3 separate regions of the Pan troglodytes genome follow, and all the other regions are linked to region 3. The links are chromatin contacts, called in public HiChIP or PLAC-seq maps. All regions are on one chromosome and are shown on one strand. Each heading gives the region's core, a stretch centred on a gene start, on an enhancer-like site or on the middle of the called end of the contact. The rest is flanking DNA. Distances are from core to core; before and after follow the strand shown.

The links. HiChIP or PLAC-seq counts read pairs in DNA pulled down with a chosen protein or histone mark.
Region 1: an H3K4me3 HiChIP or PLAC-seq map of stem cell-derived excitatory neurons shows a contact between it and region 3, with 9 times the contacts expected there. The contact joins the promoter of PSMB3 here to the promoter of PLXDC1 in region 3. A contact is called at or near these places in 1 of 7 Hi-C or Micro-C datasets (stem cell-derived neural progenitor cells) and 1 of 1 datasets of contacts at active chromatin or transcription factors (stem cell-derived excitatory neurons).
Region 2: a contact with region 3 is called in an H3K4me3 HiChIP or PLAC-seq map of stem cell-derived excitatory neurons, with 6 times the contacts expected there. The contact joins the promoter of RPL23 here to the promoter of PLXDC1 in region 3.

Annotation. Positions count from the first base shown.
Region 1 is chr19:29,341,049-29,344,338 of NHGRI_mPanTro3-v2.0_pri, forward strand. PSMB3 (proteasome 20S subunit beta 3) reads right to left here and starts at 1,589. Exons shown (of 6, transcript XM_016931892.3): 1 at 499-1,589; 2 at 1-178. The coding sequence starts at 501. It overlaps TRNAN-GUU (transfer RNA asparagine (anticodon GUU)), which reads left to right and starts at 1,472; the gene lies at 1,472-1,545.
Region 2 is chr19:29,236,984-29,240,237 of NHGRI_mPanTro3-v2.0_pri, forward strand. RPL23 (ribosomal protein L23) reads left to right here and starts at 1,496. Exons shown (of 5, transcript XM_511444.7): 1 at 1,496-1,637; 2 at 2,230-2,313; 3 at 2,603-2,731. The coding sequence starts at 1,625. It overlaps LOC112206164 (small nucleolar RNA SNORA21), which reads left to right and starts at 2,341; the gene lies at 2,341-2,472. It also overlaps the pseudogene LOC129137762.
Region 3 is chr19:28,937,172-28,940,512 of NHGRI_mPanTro3-v2.0_pri, forward strand. It overlaps PLXDC1 (plexin domain containing 1), which reads left to right and starts at 1,418. Exons shown (of 14, transcript XM_016930789.4): 1 at 1,418-1,664. The coding sequence starts at 1,589. All of the region lies in intron 7 of ARL5C (ADP ribosylation factor like GTPase 5C), which reads left to right.

The DNA.
Region 1 (3,290 bases), core at 339-2,838, 400 kb after region 3:
GGACGTCAGTGGCGAGCCCGGCCAGACCGATGTACAGCCGGTCACCCATGGGAAAGATCTTCTGGAAGTCCGTGGTCACCATCTGGGCCTGGATCCCGAAGCGCCGGTCTGCAGCGATGGCCACACAGTTCTTCCCCTTCATGGCCATGACGGCCCCTCCGTTATAGGACATAATAGACTAGGACAGACAGAGCGGAGGGGTCAGCGCGGGGGGTCAAACGCTGCCACAGCCCCCGGCCCAGCTCCTGATGCGGAGGCTCCTGTACGCCCGTTCTCCATTCCGGAGGCGTCTGAACCCCTGGTTCTCCAGCTGGGATGAGCACTGTGTGGCGGCAATGAGCCGCACTCACCCTCTTGGTCCTCACCGGGGCCCACTCCCCTCGAACTGAAACCGCTTCCTTCCATCGACCCTAGGCCCTTTTCGTCCCCAAGCCTCTCCTGACCCCCTCCGCTTCTCAATCCTTCCCCATGCCCCTTTGCTTTAACTCCCCATCTCACCATGATTGCGGTGTACTAGGACCCCTCGATCGCCAGAGCAATTCCAGTAAACCGGGTCTAGCCTTCACTGCGCAACCGCTCTCACTGCTGTCTCTTCATTGGCTGATAGGCGGACTCTTCCTGGACATCTGGGCTTTCTATTGGTCGCACGTCCCTGTCGGTCACCAGTACAGGTAGTTTGGTTGCAAAGTCAAAACGGAGGCGGGAAAAGCGGAAGTGAAAAGTCACTGTGGCTGCGGAAGAGACTTGCGACACGGTGCATAGTGGGATCTCGGCGGACCTGGACTCGGGACCTCAGGGACTGGGGGCGGAGCCTGCGCGCACGTGGGCTGGTGAAACTGGGTTTAGGAGGCTGCGGCCCCAGCTGAAGGGGCACCGTGACGCTTATCAACGTGATGTATGAGTTCGTCGTATTAGTCGTGCTAGCTTATTTATTCACTCCAGAAATCCTGCGTTTACTGTGTACCAGGCTTGCGTAGGCTCGGAATATTCACTGGCCCACAACAGTGCCTAGTATATAGGAGGCGCCCATTAAATGGAAATTTAATGATGCAGGTGGGAAGGGGAAGGCGTCGCGTGTAGGCGTCGCGGGTATTTTGCGGCTGCAGGGGTTCAGCCGTGAAGGGGAGTTTGGAAGCCGAAGCTTGTTCTGATTTGGCGGACTTCCTGCGGCCCGACTTCACGTATCCTCAATCTCAGGTCACCCTAAAAAGGGACTTTCCGCGCCTCTCCACGTTTGAGGTAGAACCTGAGGATAGCCAGAGTCGACCTCTCGCCGTTCCAATGGAGGAAGGGCGTGCACGTCCCGCGTCCTCTCCTCCCAAGCTCTTTCGCCTCCCTCCCCCATCAGGATCCTTCCCTTTCTCCCCCGGGTTCCACTTATTTCGCCCGATGGCGGCATCTCTTACGGCGTCTGCGCCGTCCAGGCTCGCTCCCATTGACTCGGCTCACTACTACGCCAGTGGTCGACTCGGTCTCTGTGGCGCAATCGGTTAGCGCGTTCGGCTGTTAACCGAAAGGTTGGTGGTTCGAGCCCACCCAGGGACGCTATGACCTTTTTTTTTTTTTTTTTGGTCTTTTGGGGTTTTTTTTCCTCCCCGGAAGATAAAAACCTAAGCCTTTTACTCAAAAGCCAAATTTTGCATTGAAATGGCAGCAGCAATACTTTTTCTAGGAGAATCACTGTTCTTGAAAATTCTTTGCTGCTCAGTCAATAATGGGATAATTTCTCCAGCACTTCCCTCCACACCCCCCCAACCCGCCTCCAAGCTAGATCGCAGGAAACCTAAAGACAGAGGTTTTTGTCTCACTGTGCATGCAACACGTTTCAGGATGCATTTTTTCATAGGATTAAGAATGAATTTACAGTGGAGGTTCGACAGTTTTCTATTGTCTGCCTCAATCGATATTACAGTCTCCAAATACTACATTTGGAAGGGAAGAGAATGAGAGAGACACACAGAGAGAAACAAGTATGAAGAGAAACAAAGGTGAGAAAGGGAGAACATTGTTGTGATACAGGGAAAGAAGGGACGTGACAGAGAACTAGGCAGGGTGAGTGGGGGAAGACCTCAAGACAATGGAGAGTGGGAAAATAGACGCATTTAATATAAGAAGCATCAGAAAAAAAGGAAAACAACACATTTTTCCCCCTAGAACTACACAGGGAGGTGGGGGAGGAAGATGGGGAAATAGAAGGAGAAACTGACTAAGGACCTTGTTTGGGGGAGATAAAAGGTATAAAGGGCACAGAGGTAAAGACGTTCCGGAAAGCTCTAGAGGAGCCGCCCTCTCCTGTCTCGTCACCATTTTTAAAGGGATCTGATCCTCGCAATAGCTCTTGGTATATGCTGGAGGTAATTGCCTAGATTTCCCGCGTTCCTGTCCTCTGCGAGTCTCTGGCTCGTGACAGCCACTGTGACTCTTCTGATGCACTTGTCAGCTAGAGGACCGCGTGAGATGCAAACACAAAATCAAGGGGCGCCTAATGCCTGACGAGGCGCATTCCTAGGCGCAGTGGGAGCCTCGACCTTTGTGGAGGAGAATGTGCAAAGCACTCTTAAGCAGTTCTCATAGACACTTGGTCTCTGCAGATTCGGCTCAAAGGAGGCCTCTTCTGGAAGCCCACCCCAGTACTCACCCACCCTTAGCGGGAGCTCACACCAGAAGCGATGGGCGCTAAAGGGACAGGCTGTGTGTCCTTCAGGGTTTGCACCCACCGGCCTGTGAGCGCCCTGCGCAAAAGCCAGGCTCCTGTGCCTTGAGTTCCCAGTTCCTAGCGCAGTATTTGACACTGGCACATGACAGGTGCTTTCTATGTCGGCTAGTAGTAGAACAAAAGACTAGGAAACTCTTTCGATGTGGGAAGAGTTGGGTCAGAAGGTTCTCCTGAGAAACCAGAAAGGCCAGGAATGTGGAGACTAGTCATCCAGGACGCAAAAGATGAAAATGGAGTTTTAGTGGGTAATAGGGTCTTAGCACACTCCTCTCTAGCGGTTCTCTCCTGTCTGGCGCTTAACAACCGAGGAATAAGTGGATGGACCCCGGTGGCCCCTCGGGCAGCCCTCCAGGATTCATGGGCCGCAGAGGAACGTCAACCCCCTTCCCACTGGCTGATAATGCCCCGAGGGGCAGCCCCCCAGGTGCCCATGTGGTTGGTGGGTGGGATCCAGATCTCCGCAGAGCCCCTGTTACAGGTTTCTCTTGTTCGGGGTCTTGTAGCCAGAGAGGGGCGGCTGACTGGGAGTCCTTCCCGCGCTCCCCTCCCTGCAGAGCGAGTGGATGCGCGTCTT
Region 2 (3,254 bases), core at 246-2,745, 300 kb after region 3:
CCGGTATCCTTAAAAGCCATGGCTGCTGCGCGGCTTCCTGAGCGACTGGTTCCTCGGCGAGGGCGAACAGCGGTGAGTCAGTAGCAGGAGCGTGCGGATCAGCGATCCACAACACCTACGACCGCGTCTTCCTCAAAGAGCTATTTATCTATACACATTTTTGAGACGGAGTCTAGCTCTGTCGCCCAGGCTGGAGTGCAGTAGCGCGATCTCGGCTCACTGCCGCCTCTGCCTTCTGGGTTCAAGCGATTCTCCTGCCTCAGCCTCCGGAGTAGCTGGGATTACAGGCGCCTGCCACCACGCCCAGCTAATTTTTGTATTTTTAGTAGAGACGGAGTTTCCCTGTGTTGGCCAGGCTAGTCTCGATCTCCTGACCTCGTGATCCACCCGCCTCGGCCTCCCAAAGTGCTGGGATTACAAGCGTGAGCCACAAGGCCCGGCCACTATTTATATTTTACACTTGATCTTGGCCAAAAGGCCGAGAAGCGATACTATTTATATTTTTATAATACATATCCCCATCTAACATACTACATACTGCAATTATTTATTACATCTTTTGTTTAGTGTCTAATATCCTCCTCCACCTGCACCCCAGCAGAATGTAAGCTCCAGAAGGAAAAGAATGTTGATCTATTTTGTTCTCTGATGTAATCCGCTGTACGCCCTGGACAGAACCTGCTGTAAAGTAGGAGCTCAATAAGTATTTGAATTAATGTATCGTGGGAAGGAAAGAACCCAGAGAATAAGGGGCGGCTGAAGCTGTGAAAGGAGCAATTAGGCCTGGCGCGGGGGCTCACGCCTGTAATCCCAGCACTTTGAGGGACCAAGGCGGGCAGATCACTTGAGATCAGAAGTTCGAGACCAGGCTGGCCAATAACATGGCGAAACCCCGTCTCTACTAAAAATACAAAAATTAGCCCAGCGTTGTGGCGGGCGCCTGTGGTCTCAGCTACTCTGAGGCTGAGACAGAGAATTGCTTGAACCCGGAAGACGGAGGTTGCAGTGAGCTGAGATCTAGCCACTATACTCCAGCCTGGGCGACAGAGTGAGACTCGGTCTCAAAAAAAGAAAAAAAAAGTGTGTGTGTGGGGGGGACGGGTCAATAAATGGAGCAATACTGCATATGTAAAATACAGAATGGTATGATACCAAGAACACATAGATGGAATGATCTGCAGCACTTCTCAACTGTATTACATTCAACGAAACCGTTTAGAGCTTGTTCTCCCTCCCTCCCCCACTTTCTTTGTTCCTTGGGGAACCCCCACACGGCACAAACCGTGTTTTAATTCCTATTCTCTAGTGTGCAGATAAGTGCCTGGCACTATTAAGTGGTCAAAAGAGGTCGTGAGCAAGTTAACAAATCACTGTTTCCATGTCCCTAACTACTCTTAAGCTCGTAGAGAAGATATTTCCTATCTCTTGCGCTTCTACTTCAACTCCCACTTCGCAGAGAGGGCTAAAAGCGACGTCGTAAACTTATTACGTAATAAGGCAGCGCCCAGAGGCGGAAGAGGCCGGTTTTTGCTCCGGCCACGTGAGGAGGGTGGGCGGGGCGTTAAAGTTCATATCCCAGTGTCCTTTGAATCAACTTCCTTTTTTCTTTTTTCCGGCGTTCAAGATGTCGAAGCGAGGTGAGGTTTTGTTTCTGTAGGATCCTCCACCATCTGTCGTGCAGTGGCTGGCGGATTCGTCAGGAGCGGTGGCCCTAGGCAGCTGGGGCGCTTTGCTCTCCTTCAGGCCGGAGAGAGAGAGCCAGGCCACCGCGAGAGCACTGCCAGGGCCCTCGAAAGTGGCAGTGGGGTGCTGGAGAGTTGAGATGGCAGGATCCCGACGTGAATGTAGTCTGGATACCGCGAGATCGGTCCGCGAATAGGGCTATCGTAATGGGGTTGAAGTTAGACTGGATTAGGCCCTGGTTTGCGCGACCTCTGCGGTTTTATGCCTTGCAGGAGTAATTGCGTTTTGCGAAAGTTAGAGCAAGGGCTGAGTCGTCTAGGTTTCTTAATTTCGATGTCAGAGTGTTAATAGTAAGAAATAGGCTACTTTCCGTGAGAATCGGGTGGCACATGGGGACGGCATAAGTAAAATCCGAGCGAGCTAATCTATAGCGTACAGTCTATCAAAGCATGTGCGGTGAATTACAGCTTGAGTATGAGGGGGAACTCCGAACCATGTCTAGATTGTGATCTCTTTATCCTGTTTCCCTTCCCTTTATATCCACAGGACGTGGTGGGTCCTCTGGTGCGAAATTCCGGATTTCCTTGGGTCTTCCGGTAGGAGCTGTAATCAATTGTGCTGACAACACAGGTGAGGTCTTTGCACGTTGCTATACTCCCCCTTTTAAAAGCACTCAATGGGCCTGTGGCTAATGACCTATTGAGCCGTCAAGAAAGGGGAGAGTGAAAACATCGCTTTTGGGTGAAGTGGCAACATGTGTTGTTTGCTTCAATCGGTGGTGTGACAAGGCGTTCTTGCGGACTAACTGCTTGGGCAGTGAGTGGAGGGAGGGGCTTTGGAAGTGTTTGGGAAATGTTATACTGATGGAACGGCCGGATGGCCCTCAACATTTTTTATTTTTATTTACATTCTTTTGTAGGAGCCAAAAACCTGTATATCATCTCCGTGAAGGGGATCAAGGGACGGCTGAACAGACTTCCCGCTGCTGGTGTGGGTGACATGGTGATGGCCACAGTCAAGAAAGGCAAACCAGAGCTCAGAAAAAAGGGTGAGTAAACACTGAGCCCACCTTAATACTGATGAGTAGTGGGGGGACGCTTTCCTTTATTGGAAAATGGATCAGTTTTCAAGGCCTCAAGTTTGTTTTCCATTGAGAGGCAGTGTGAGATAAGTATCTTAAGTTTTTGCTCATATTGTGTTGGAGGGGGGACCATCATCTTGTCACTTCCATACCTTAGTTGTTTTTTTGTTGTTTGGTTTGGTTTTTTGAGATGGAGTCTCTCTCTGTCGCCCAGCCCATACTGGAGTGCAATGGCACGATCTTGGCTCACTGCAACCTCCGCCTCCTGGGCTCTCAAAAAAAAAAAAAAATTACAAAACGAAAACAACAAGCTGCCCGTTGCTTATTTTATTGTTATTTGTTTTTGAGATGGAGTCTCACTTGTTGCCCAGGCTGGAGTGCAGGGGCACATATCTGTTCACTGCAACCTCCACCTCCCAGGCTCAAGAGATTGTCCTGCCTCAGCCTCCCGAGTAGCTGGGATCATAGGTGTGCACCACCACACCCAGCT
Region 3 (3,341 bases), core at 168-2,667:
CTGCAGCTGGAGGTAGCTGCCTATCTGATTCTGTTTGAGAGTCCGCCAAGTTGGGATTTAAATTAGACATCAAGAAGAATTTACAGACCGGCCTTGCCTTGTTCCACGGTAAGGGGACATTGGGTTTAGGGCTGGAGGAGGTAGTCTCTGGGACTCTGGGCCCGGCGGAAGGAGGAACCGGCGTTCTAAGAGATTAGAGAGCCTTTAGTTGTTTCCTTTCTTAGGTGTTTTTTTTTTTTTCTTTTTTTTTTTTTAACCTCAGTGCCACGGAATCCGTCTCTTCCAGCCCACAGTGTACCTTCTCCTGTCCCCACCCATATCCCTCCTCCTGGAAAATTTCTCCAATGGCGCTCAGCGTTCGCACCCTTCCTCTCCGCGGTTTTCTAGTCCCTAGGCCCCAGCCCACTAGAAGCCAGGATGCCCCCTCACCCCGTCTCCCACTCTCCAGCGCCCCAGCTCCTTGCCGTCACAAGAACGAAGTAGGTCAGGGGAGGGAAGAGGCATCTTCGTGTCCTGACCTGATTCCTTGCCGTCTATTAAATATCCTACATTGCGGGTATTTTTATTCTGTCCTGGAAGAAAAAATAAAAAGATTATCTATCCCCAGAGCCTGTTAGAAGGTGGTGGCAGGTGGGGTGAGCCATTTCCTCGTCTGGGGCTGGCTCTGAAGATTGATTGGGTCTGGCCCTGAGTAGGCCTGGAGACCCCAGAGAGGCAGGAGGCCTGGGTTACCTACTCGTGGGGAGGGGTCCAGACTGCTGCAGAGTAAGGGGTAGCCAGGCCCCCTCCACCCTCACGTCTGCTAGGCTTGGGGGGCAAATCGGTGCTGGAAATGGGGGGTGGAGGGATAAGGTGGAGTCATGGAAGGGGGGTGGGATTCAGGCCCCTCTTGGGGAGAAAAGCTGGGGGTCTTTGCTGCAGGGGGAGATTTCTGGGGGTGGGGGCTGGAGGACAAAGCATCAGAGACGCACAGAATTCCGAAGAACAGCTCAGGAAGTCGCAGAGCTTGAAGGAGCTGGGGGCGGGGGACAGGCAGGGGCCCGTGACCCAGGGATGGGGCGCCTGTCCCTTCCAGGGGTCCAGTCCTCGGGCCTTCTCTCTGCAGCTTTCCCGGCGGAACGGAGGAGGGAAAGGGAGCCAGGAGCTCAGTGAGGAGCGCGGGGCGGCTGATGCTTCTAGGGGTTCTCTCAGCCCGAGGGGCTCCCGCCCTGTCCCCTACTCTGCACCCCTTGCCTTGGGAGCGGCTGCAGGAGCTCTAGGGGAGCGCTCCGGTAGGGCTGAGGGCAGGCGCCGGGAGAGCCCCCAAAGACGCCGCGCCCCCCGCCCCGCCCCCTGCCCCAGCTCCCCCCCACCCCCACCGACCCAGCGGCCCCCCCAGCTCCCCGCCTGCTCCCGGAGGCCGCAGCCTCCCGCTCCGCTCGCGCTCTCGCCGCTTCTGCCGGCTCGCCCGGCCCCGCGCTCCGCCGTCTCCTCGCCGCCCGCCCCTCCGCCAGCCCCGGGGACCGCGCGGCCGCAGCCTGAGCCAGGGCCCCCTCCCTCGTCAGGACCGGGGCAGCAAGCAGGCCGGGGGCAGGTCCGGGCACCCACCATGCGAGGCGAGCTCTGGCTCCTGGTGCTGGTGCTCAGGGAGGCTGCCCGGGCGCTGAGCCCCCAGCCCGGAGCAGGTAGGACTGGCGGGAGCCGCCCCGGGTGGGCCGGGGGCGGGGAGGGACGGGCAGGCAGGTGTGGGCATGGGCAGGTGTGGACGGCCTGGCGATGTCCGCGAGGGGGGCATTGTCCGCAGGAGGCCAGGAGCGCTGTGGGCTGTGGGCAGGTGGATAGGGACCCCACTTTCCCAAACACATAGGGTGTGTGAGTGACGGTGAAGACACCGATGCCCGGACCTCTCCTTCTCTCCTGGAAGGATACTGGAGGGACCTTAGGAGAGGGGGCTCTATGTGGCCATGGGCTCTGAAAGGGGACAGCGGGAGAGTCATCAGGACCCCTGATCACCCCAGGCAAGGCTGAATTCTGATGAGATGGGAGCCTGGGGAGGCCCCTGCCCCAGCCATGCCTTCTTTTCCTCTTCTCTGCCACACCCCCGACCCCAAAGCTGATCCAGGCTAGGGATAGGTGGGAGCAGCCAGGGGGATGGTGGGGACACAGCGTCTCTGCCTGGGAAGGCAGCAGCCATTCGGTCACCTTCCCTTGCCTATTTGGTGTCAGTAGAGAGGCAGTGGGCCCAGGAAGAAGCAACTTGCTGCTTCTGCACCCCCAGCCTCAAGAGTCCCCCTCCTCACACCTGCTCCCATTTGCCCTGGCAGCCTTTGGCTTTCAGCTACTCTGGCTCTAGATGGGGCACTGGGGTAGGGGGTGGAGGGAGGCGTCCCATTCTGCACACTCCTCTTCCCCCCTACCAGTTCTCCAAACTCATCTCTCCCACCTGGAAGTCCTTTCTGAGATCTACCTGGAATCCCTCATGGTATAATTTTCATAGTCTCTGTTCTCCCCTAAGCACCTAGACTTTCTCTGGGGTTGGGGAGATGGGTAATTTGCAGCCTGGCCCCTCAGCAGAGATGATTAAGAAGATAGAGACCTGTGCATCATTGGCATGGGTGCCCCTCAGGTGGGGTGAGGGAGGCGCTGTTGAGGTGAGTGCTGTGGTTGACCTGCTGTGTCTCAGGGGTGTGCTGGCACCAGGCACAGTGTCAGTGGCAATGTTCTTGACTTTAATGGTCCCAGCATGTAGCTGAGACAGACCTGGGTCCCTATTGAGAAGAAGAGTATGTGGGGGGTGGGACGGGAAGGAAGCTGACAGTGGGAAGTGTGGGCAGAGGGCAGTGGAGCTGACGAACCGAGAAGCTGCTGGTGAGAACCACCAATTTTCAGGGAGACCACACAGAGGGTGGCCAGAGACGTGGCTTCTAGTCCCGCCATCTCACTTGCTGTGTGACTTTAGGCAAATTACTTTCTCTCTCTGGACCTATTTTTGCATTTATAAAGTGAGGCTGTTGGCAAAATCTTTGACTCTTGTGCGTGGAATAATGAAGGATCTTTTATAATTGCCTTTCCTTTTCATATTTGTTAGGGTCTTTATGGGTAACTGATACTTTAAAAAAATCAAGGTAAACAGGACAGAGTTGGATATGTTATGAATATTTTCTGGGCTCCTTTGAATCCTCAACCTGGTGTGATCTTCTGAACTCTGGGTGTAACAGAGTTTATGAGGGGAGGATCTGAACCTTTGGCTGGATTGTGTGAACCACAGAGAGCGCTAGGGAAGGGGGAATTGGGAGTTAACAAGGATGGGCTGGGAGATAGGCCAGACCCGGGCCTGGCTGAGGGCGGCCCCTTCAGAGTAG